Regions from separate parts of the Bicyclus anynana genome. Here region 2 is linked to region 1. A link is a contact called in public Hi-C data. All regions are on one chromosome and are shown on one strand. Each heading gives the region's core, a stretch centred on a gene start, on an enhancer-like site or on the middle of the called end of the contact. The rest is flanking DNA. Distances are from core to core; before and after follow the strand shown. Region 1 holds the start of LOC112051050 (ankyrin repeat domain-containing protein 29). Region 2 overlaps LOC112051050 (ankyrin repeat domain-containing protein 29).

Region 1 (5,301 bases), core at 1,217-3,716:
CTTATTTATTTACATCAAAATCTATACATAATGACCTAATTCAGAAACACTAGTTTTCTGAAGTATAGTGTAGTAGAAATAGTGTAGTTAAAGATATTCTAGATCGTGTGGCAAAAACTGAGCGTACTTACGCAAGATACAAACCATGTTTTTGTTATGTTATATTATTACTAGCTGACACCACGCGGTTTCACTCGCGTGGTTCCTGTTCCTGTGGGAATACGGGGATATCATATAGCCTATAGCCTTCCTCAATAAATGGGCTATTTAACACTGAAAGAATTTTTCAAATCGGACCAGTAGTTCCTGAGATTATCGCGTTCAATCAAACAAACAAACTCTTCAGCTTTATAATATTAGTATAGATTACAATTTAGGATTGTTTACACATTACAAGTAATAGAAGTTCTGTCTGTGAATCGCTAAGTAACGGTTTTTTTGGTTAATAGTAAAATGTCACACGCTTCCCTTCGTATCATAATGCGTTGATGTTGTGCTGCGAAGCCTTCCTCCGCCTTCCGAAATTAGAACATCTGTACTAAAAAAACAATTGAATTGAAACAGCCACCTATCGTAGATTCGTTCAACTACTATTACAGCGCCTTACTTCACATGATAATTCATCCCTACGTCACTAGATGGCGCACTTTCGTTCATCACAAAGAGTTTTAAAATATATTAACAGATGGCGCTGCACAAAATTCTTATGAGCTTAATAGACTAACTGTCCCGTTGGACGTTCGTTGGTCCAGTGGTTACGGTTAGTCTATGTAATTTCGAATCACGAGGTCCTGGGTCGAGCTATAAAAAATTATTTAAGCTTTTCTTTCTTATAAGAAATTTTCAGTTAATTTGGGAGTTGGGATAATTGGTTGTGCTATAGCCCCGTGCCTCCATATCCCATCTCCTACAAGGAACTAAGCCTGGCTCTGTAATAGGATTTTAAATAGGCTGATAATGATGATGGTTACACTAAGTTGTTTACAGACACCGTCGCACACACGGAGACCGTCTCAAGCAGTACGACTGTTCGCTGTGCTCATTTAAAACGGAGCAGGCGAGCCATCTGAAGAGACACCTGGTGTGCCACGAGGGAGTCAAGCCGTACGCCTGTCCGCACTGCGAGTTCACGTGTGGCAGTTTGGTGAGTGCCTATTTATTTATTTACTTGTTTGTCTATGTTCTTTTTCCTGAATAAATTGATATTTTAGTAGCCCATAGTTGGTCGTTCATATGACTGAGCTGATGATGCTGCTGTTCCAGGAGAACCTTCGCAAGCACGTTCTCCGCAGCGGCCGTCACCCCGGGCTGCCGCTGTACATCTGCCGCGCGCCGACCGCATGCGGCTACCGGACCGACCGCGCGGCGCAGCTGCGGGCGCACTACCTCGCCGCGCACGGCGACGCATACGACGCGAAGAGCGCGCTTGAAGCCGTCAAACGACATTTGATGACAGACACACAGACGGCTAAAGATATACCTAATAGCTAATAATAACTCTTGATGAGTTATACCTTGTACATTAATATATGTACTTATTATGTATTCTTTGGTTATACCTACACAATTGAATTTAAAAAAAAATCTTGACAAGTGCGAATTGGACTCTCCCACCGAAGGATACTACTTATGACAATGATGTTTAAATAGCATAAAATTATCATTGACTTATGATCATATAAATAGTTTAGGAATCCCGAATTTTAGTCCTGTCTTTTAAAATTTAATTCGAAATTATTGTATAAGTACCTAGATTTAAAAAAATTCTTGTACTTGAGGTCTATCTCGATGTTACTTGGCAAAATTCAAAGTTTTAGGTCAACGGACATACCAGAGTTTTAATTCCCCTGAGTGTTAAAATACACGTCTTTTGCTGAATAAATGGCCGTTACTTTACTTATATGTATGGTAGACCGTAGACCTGAGTTATGGGATTAATCTTTGGATTAAATTCAAAATAAACAGTAATTATTGACTATGATATTTTCATTGTTATTAAAGATATTTACATTCGTAATACTTACTTATCTGTTTTACTAGGATAAAGTTATCTCGTGAGCTGAATTTATTAGCTTACACGTTTCCCTTCGAATAAAGGATCAATACCTGATTCAAGAGATATAAAATTTATAGTAGGAAAAAGTCCTATTACATGTAATCATTTGGTTTAAATTTAAGTCTGCGTACGCCATCTGTTCATAGATATGGAAACTTCACAAGTATTTTATTACACACGTAGATGGCGTTACGAGCTTTGATTGAAATCTGTTAATGAATAATTATTATATTATTAATGAATATAATCATGGTTTGATTATGGTATAAGGTGCAAAATAAACTTTTAGTTTATATATCAATAACTACTATGAGGAAGTTTAGATCTTAAATAGAAATTTAGAACAGCAACACTGGTTTTGTATTGCAGATTTGCAGCTAGCAACACTGTTTTAACTAACGTCAAACGCGATAGGTGCGGTGGGCGCGTAAAGTGAATCGAGGGAAAAAAATCGTGCGACTTGCGCTGTGCGCTCGTATTTACAGCAAAATAAATAACTGGGGACCTCGGAGTTCGATCGTCTCGACAATAATTTATTACAAGATCGGAATGAAGTAATTCTCAAAACATAAAATTACGTAATCTTATGGTTGTGTGTCTTTTAGTGTTGTGTATGTAAATAAACAATTATTTTTCAATAATAAAACTATTTAATTCGTTGAACGATGACTGTTAATTCCTGAATTCCATTAGCAGTTTATTGGTTGAAGCAAAAATGTCTTTAAAGGTAAGTGTATTTCACAAAATACTATTATATTTTGCGGGTATATTAATAAATTATTTCCTTAATATTGACTGCATTGCAGTGCATTTTATTGGCGCTCGTAAATTTGTTTACGATCCAGTGTTTCCGATGGATGCATCTTTGGTCTGCATATTTCATTTAATACTATTTGTCAATAAGTTCTGAAATATACCTATTTATATATGTTTAGGTAGGTACCGCCACATTCTTCGACAGTTTGATCTTCATCAATGAATTTTAAATTTATCAAGATATATATTTTGATGCATTCAAAATTAAGTTAAATATAATTTACAAGGGTTGAGTTGATATTTCTTGAAGGTAGGTACTTTATTTTAGAGAAGATATTAATACTTACTCAGACAACAACAATTTTTAAATATTATTTAAGTATTTACTATTAATATTAATAAATAAATCACATAGCCTCATCTATGGTGGACAGAAAATAAAATACAATTAAAATTTGTTCCATTGAAGCTGTGATAGGAGTAGTTTCATGACTAAAGGACCCAGATCCCAAAGTTTTGGGTTCGATCTCAAATTATTGCTAACACGGTTACTTGCTTATTTTGAGGGAAATGTGATGAATATTTATCATTAATAGATCATCTTTAAAGTTATAGTAAATGTTCTTTAGAAAAAATAATACCTAAGGGCAAGAGAAACAAATCATTTTTCATTTCAATATTACAATAAAAAAAAACTGACCTTCATTTGTGAAGGTCAGTTTTTTTTTGTCCTCTCATGTCCTCACTAATTTCCTGTTTGTATTTGTTAGTCATTAGTCATAATTAATAAAAACCAAAATGTAGTTACTTATTATTTATTTTTATGCTAGAGATTGGTAGCAATCATATATCTTACTGATGGTAAGCAATAATGCAACATTATGATGGAATTAGCTTACCTAGAAAATGCCTATTGGTAATGTAATGTTATTTAGATAATATTTTTTCATAACTTGTACTCATTTCACTTATTTTATGACCTACGGGAAACCTATGGTAACTCATAAAATTTATAGGCCATATTTTTTATTTATATGTTCAACATTCTTACAGCACCTGTATATTCAGATCATAATGTTCCCACAGCAAAGAAAACATGTGGACAAATTATTTAAAAGGTTAACATGTTCTTCACATGGTCAAGATATTTTTCCCATACTTCAGAATAAATTCTAGTGTTTAATAGGTCAGTCAGTTTTTCCATGTTCCGTGGTAATGCAATAAATTCTTACTTTCTTGTTTTTTCACCATTATTCTTATATGGTTGTATGGCGAGGGTGGCGCCGGGTAACTTCGCCAACAGGTTTTATAAACCAGTCTGAAGCATTGCTACTGTACTGTAAAATCATCTAGAAATAATGATGTCTCAATATGTATATAAATAAAATTAAAGTGTCTCTCTGTGAATTCAAAATTAAGTTTTCTCAAGTTAAGTATTATAAAACAATCAAGCGTTTTAAAATTTTTGTCTGTCTGTTAGTCGGGGATAATCTTTAACGACTGAACCAATTATAACAGGAGTTTCATTGGCAGATTTAGATAGATATTGAGCAACATATTGGCTACTTTTATCTCGAAAAAAAACCATAGTTGAAACCGCCGGATTGATGAAAAATTTTACGTGGACGAAGTCGCGGGCGTCCGCTAGTCTGCAATAAAAACTTTCTGATGTCTTAATCAGTATTTGGATCAACAAATTCAGAGACATGTACGTGAGCCAAATAATTGTGCAGTATCCAAAATATACGTCTACTTTGCAAAGTTTTTTATTATTCTTTACAAGTTGGCCCTTGACTACAATCTCACCTGATGACAAGTGATGATGCAATCTAAGGTGCTAGTGGACTAACTTGTTAGGAGGAGGATGAAAATTCACACCCTTTTTGGTTTCTACACAACATCGTACGCGAACGCTAAATCGCTTGGCTTGATTTAACATTAGGTATAGGATGCCAGCGAATCTGCTTCTGTATTAAAACCCTTATAGGTTCTCTTAGGTATCTACTTACCTACGAGTTTCTTCCTTATTAGTTTCTTGTACTTCAACATAAGCGTTGGTTAAAATTGAAAAAAAAAACATTTTTTTTGGTTTGTCTCGTAATATCGAGGTCGATTGTTTGGTAACCGAATTCTCAAAACGTTTATTTCATGCGATGTTTACAGATACCTTTCCCACAGATGAAGTAGGTATTTGCTCACTCTCGAGTTGAGCTACAGCCGGCGAGGGTGGCGAGTGGTGCCATATTTAGCGTCCTGCCCGACCTGTTCCTAAACCAGTCCGACACTCAGTCACTGAACCGCGAAATCATCTGGAAGGACACTTTATTGTATCGAACTATGGGAGATAGAGATACATAGTATACGAGTATGTGCTCTTATTAAACTTGCTCGAATATAGCAAATACTTATCTCGTGTACTTACTTATTTTTATGAACTGCTAGCGGACGCTCGCGGCTTCGCCCGCGAGGAGTTTTAGTCACAAATCCCT
Region 2 (5,301 bases), core at 2,057-4,556, 36 kb after region 1:
CTAGTTATGAATTTTGAAATTTTTTTAAAACGGCTCAGGTATTTTTCCGTCAGAATCGTTAAAACAAATTAGCGAAAATTTTAGTAGAGAAATGGGTAATTTCATTTAGTTACAGTTGTATGCCCGTTTCGAATCGATACTAAGGGGCTTAGACTTAACTTTAACTTGTTCATGCAACGCGGTGTGGAAATATAACCAAATACACCAAACACTTGTATTCTGTACTACTCTGACAATGATAGCCCTTTTTCTGTTTTCATTGACTACGTGGAATTTGGTTTATTAAGATAACTTTTTCTTTATTTCCGATCTCAATAATATACCCAAATTATAGGTTGAGCTTTTTATTTCTGTACATACATTTGTATATATTTGAATGCCTGGATAGCATAAGTAACCGAGGTACAAGTGTGGTGCTCTGTCAGACAGGGACGAGCGCGCTGTTCTTCGCGGCGCAGGGCGGCTTCCTCGACATCGCGTGCCTGTTGGTGGACTGCGGCGCCGCCATCGACGCGCCCAGCACGGTAACACATACGTCTGCTGAATCACTACTTGTATGCTCCCACACCCGCAAGGTACCGCAGCGGCGTCGAGCATGTGTTTTTTTCGATGAAGAGGAAAATAGTCCCTTCGTACTTCCCCTGTCGGCAGGGCATGTCTGATTTGCACTGATTAAAACAATGTCACACACGGGACCGCAATGCATTTCTTCATACCATCCTGTTTTGAGAATCTTCTCATCTCTTTCCCAATCCTCGTTTGTCCTCCCTTATTTGTGTGGTATCCGTATGTGTGGTAATCTTCTCTACTTCTACTCAGCATACGCGAAATTAAATTTTGGGAGTTTAATGTGCTGTACGTTCTATGTGCTCATATCTGCACAAGTCGGAAACTCAAACATTGCAATTCTGTCTTAGGGTGTCTTCCTCTCCAAAATATGAAAGAGAACTCTCTTCCTTTCAAGATATGGAAGAGAGCTCTCTTCCTTCAAGATATGAAAAAGAGCTTCAAGTGTGTGCGAGGTTAGAAATGAGAGTCTCTCAAGAGCTAGAAGAACTTACAGGGACTGAACGTCACTGAAAAGACGTGTACTGATGTGCAGACTTGGATACTTAAAGTGTAAATAATTTCAAAATGGCTTTTTTTGTTAATTGATACTTAGGGATACGTACAGGCTCATAAGGAAAGATTGCTTAGGGCATCAAGTTTCCTAAATCCGGCACTGATTCTGTGAAACTCGGGGCCTCAGCTTAGAAGCACGTTCATGCCGATGGACGATTGTGTGCTGGATGAACTCGTGATTTTACCTATTCCAAGACCGGTTGATACTGACACAAGATACCGAGTATCCAGTCTGTCATCACAGTATAGTTGCTTTTGTAAGTTATAACCTTAGACCATTAAGTTATAACTCATAGTTCTGTGTCGTAGGACGGCGGCACCCCGCTGTTCGTGGCGTGTCAGTGCGGACACCTGCCCGTGGTGGAGGAGCTCATCCGGAGGGGCGCCAACGTCAACTCCTGCATGAAGGTGACGACTTCCCATTGTCCTAATGCTGCATGCTTTATTGAGATTTGTTACTTGTGTGTTTAGTTCAAAGCAAGATAAATTGTAATATTATGTACACCTTGTAATATGTATTAGGTACCTTAACATCAAGAATATAAACGACTATGTAATATCAAACAATCGTAACTTTTGGCTATCTAAACAAGTTTTTGTTACCTGGATGGATTTTGTCGTAAATGGATATCTCAATTGTACCATGTCTTGAGCTCAATGATGTTGCTACAAGTGTAACCTCTGACGTCAGGACAAGGCGACGCCGCTGTTCATAGCGGCACAGAACGGACACGAGGAGGTGTGCCTCGCGCTGCTGGCGGCCGGCGCCGCCGTGGACGCCGCGCGCGCCGACCGCGCCTCGCCGCTGTGGATCGCGGCGCAGTGCGGCCACCAGCGAGTGGCGCGCGCGCTGCTGGCGGCCGGCGCGCACGCCGACAAGCTACGGCAGGTAGGGCGCGCTGTGTGAGCGGCGACTGCGGCCCCGGTGAGTGGCGCGTCGGGCACTCGCCGGAGTGGTAGCTGCCGCCTTACAGCTTAGCTGTGCTGGTCGCAAGAGCATGGTCGCCGGTGTAATTACAGGCACATTACACTAATCTATATATCTAAAATATATAAAGTTTGTATATCAAATGGACGTACTCATGACTATGTCGCAATGTCGCACAGGACGGCGCGACGCCGCTGTTCAAGGCGGCGCACAAGGGGCACGGCGCGGTGGTGGCCGAGCTGCTCAAGTACAAGCCCAACCTGGGGATACTGCCGGTCAGTACATCACTACACTCATTATTATTAAATCTATATATCCAGTGAAAAATGTCCTATGATTTATGTATTTAGATGACATTCTTCCTTTTCTGTTAGAAAAAATATTATTTTTACTCCCATTTCTTAGTCTAATCAATGTAAACCTCAAACCTTATTACAAAACTATTCATTCTTAACACGACAAAAACCGTGCTACAATTTTTTTTTTTTCATTTGTAAATAGTTCCATGGCTACAAACATTCAGGCTTTTTTATTAGAGACAAATCTTGGAGGCCACGCCGATACAAAAATCGAAGAGGCCCAACACTAATTATTTACTTAACAATTTTTGTTAATTCTATTATTTATTTTCTCATGGTCGTCGAAAAAGTATTGTATGCCACTACACGTAATTAGCGATTGTAGCACTCGTGCGTATTCGTATTGTGCAATGGGCAATGGCCAATGCCATGGCTACTACAATTCAGGCTTCCTTACAAGAGCCAAAATCTAGAAGGCCACGCCGATACAAAGTCCAGGAGGCCTTGCCGAATGCCAATTTACCAAGTTTTAATAATTCATTAATTTCTTTTATCATGGTCGCAGAAAAAGTATTGTAAACCACTGCACGTAATTAGCTATAGTAGCACTCGTGCTGCTACTAAACTACTACTAACTACTAAAAACCACTCTTGCTACGATCACCCTCATTACGGACAGTTGCATAAATAACTATTGATTACGTAGAAAATTTAGCGACATATGAAAATGTACAATTTAAAAAACCTATTGCAATAAAACAGCAATGTCATACTTCATCCCCTATTATTAATAATGTGTTCAGAACGGTCAGTCGGCCCTGCACGGCGCGGCCATGTTCGGGCAGCTGGCGTGCGTGCGGCTGCTGGCGCGGCGCCGCGTGGCCGTCGGCAGCGACGTGGTGCCGGTGACCACTCTCCGCAACGCCGCCGGCCTCACCGCGCTGCAGGCCGCCGCCAGCGCCGGCAAGCGGGACGTGGTCGCCTACCTCAAGCAGCTGGAGCACTCGTGATATACGACTCACACCATGTAACTGCCACCACTCACCATCTCCATTCTCATTACGTTCATGTCATAGCATTGTGTATTGGATCCAATGACTAAGGAACACTCGTAATACCAACCGCGAGTGATATTGTGTGGTGCCATCTAGTATCGTTAAACGTAAACCATAGTTGACCGATAGATGGCTTTATTATTATTAGGCAATTACGTATTGTTGCCATCGCTCGCGGTGTGTGGCGCCATCTAGTATCGTTAAACGTAAACCATGGGCATCCGATAGATGGCGCTATAAGCAATACGTAGTAATCGAGTTTGGCTAATGAAATATTCTTGTCTATGATGAAAGTAAACTGAAAGCGCCCGTCAAATTTAAAAATAATTCTGAAAGTTATAATGCAAATATTCAATTAACTGAGTTTAATACTTACTTATAGGTAGTAATGTATTCACAAACAAGAAAACAAATTATGAAAAGCATGCTTTTTTTATTTTGTTTAACTGTTTTTTTTTTCATTTGAGGGGCGATTTCAGTCTCTACTTTCATTAGCAAGACTCTATGTATGTAGGTATAATATAAAAAAACTGATTTTATACATTACCCATCTAACGTCCATTGTTAGCATTTCCAAAAATAATTCGGCGCATACTCCCAACAATACCTATTCATATCAGTGGATCTTTTTGCCATCAACTTCTTGTATTGTCAGTGTATGTGTAGTGGCGGGCGGGCGACGGGGGGAAAGACTACGCGGGTGTGAAATCGTGCGTGCGGGAATATGAGGTGCATCAGTCGTGGGTTTTTCATTTATCGCTACACGCCCTCCGGCCCGCGTGGACCATTGAGTGTTACGAACGAAGTTGCCAAGCTATAGCGCCATCTATGTGTCGATATATAAATAAACGCGTGTTCAATTTATGCTCGCGGCTTTTGTATCGGTTTTTAAATAATTTTTATAAATCGGTAGTTCCTGTAAATAAGTTTCGAAGTTCCTAGGAAATTGTTTATTTACAGCCATCTTGGTGTACATTGATTTGTATGTCGGTATTATTTAAGAGGTGTATAACTTATCGACGAGCAAAAATCTTGTAAGAAAATATATAAACTCTCTCATATTATGATATCAAATTATCAAGTAATCACATTGTAGCGTCGCCTTATATGTATACCTCACGTAATAGCAATATATTGACTAAAAATAATTATTTTTTAATATAAAATGTCTGTAAATAAAGCAATATTTTATAAACCGTATTTATTCAACAGAAAAACACAAAGATTCGCTTCACAAAGAGCTTAAAATGGGCTTATTTTAAAACTGAGTCAAATTAAAGTAAGACACAAAAAGAGATACCATTTTTGGAAAACTACAATCATTATGTAGATAAATGTCAATTATTGACACAATTATACAAAGGGACTTATCGCGTTATTTTTTTTGTATATAATTAAGATTTGATAGATTACTATCACCTAATGTTAAGATAAACGCGCGCTAATCATCTAACCAGAGGATTACAAGTTAAGGTTAATCTTCTGTATTCTGAGGGTTAATCCTAACCAGAACTAGGTTTTCAGGTAAAAATGTAGTAAAATCGTTATCAAAAGGCTCAAGTCTTGACATCAGCTACCTAAGCTTGATACCTTTATATGTAAGAACCTACACATAAAATACCTATATATGTAAATATTAATATAGTAATGAAATGTACATGCAATAATATCGTAACACTACACGAATTATTATAAACATATAATAACTTACTATTTTAATACCTAAATGTTAGATAATATTGTTTTGTTTTAAGCAATAATTATATACTTACTATATTTGTATAGGTACTTTCCTACAATGTTAATAAAAGTGAAAAATCAGAAATATAATTTTCTCTATGAGATGTGAAATCGGAACCATGCAAGATTAGGAAATGCATATTATTGTAAAGTATTT

What was found. A called contact is a pair of places that touch in the nucleus more often than the background predicts.
Region 2: a Hi-C map of whole larva shows a contact between it and region 1, with 9 times the contacts expected there. The contact joins the enhancer-like site here to the promoter of LOC112051050 in region 1. A contact is called at or near these places in 2 of 2 Hi-C or Micro-C datasets (whole body and whole larva).

Annotation. Positions count from the first base shown.
Region 1 is chr5:18,557,703-18,563,003 of ilBicAnyn1.1, forward strand. LOC112051050 (ankyrin repeat domain-containing protein 29) reads left to right here and starts at 2,467. Exons shown (of 8, transcript XM_024089515.2): 1 at 2,467-2,783. The coding sequence starts at 2,772. It overlaps LOC112051037 (zinc finger protein 567), which reads left to right. Exons shown (of 7, transcript XM_024089504.2): 6 at 988-1,144; 7 at 1,264-2,719. The coding sequence ends at 1,491.
Region 2 is chr5:18,593,030-18,598,330 of ilBicAnyn1.1, forward strand. It overlaps LOC112051050 (ankyrin repeat domain-containing protein 29), which reads left to right. Exons shown (of 8, transcript XM_024089515.2): 4 at 426-524; 5 at 1,432-1,530; 6 at 1,814-2,011; 7 at 2,230-2,325; 8 at 3,153-5,301. The coding sequence ends at 3,359. Among protein-coding and RNA genes, the nearest start is that of LOC112051027, 7.8 kb to the right of the region's middle. Within about 2 kb of position 3,307, at least 8 of the 8 cell types and tissues checked have open chromatin away from gene starts, as enhancers often do.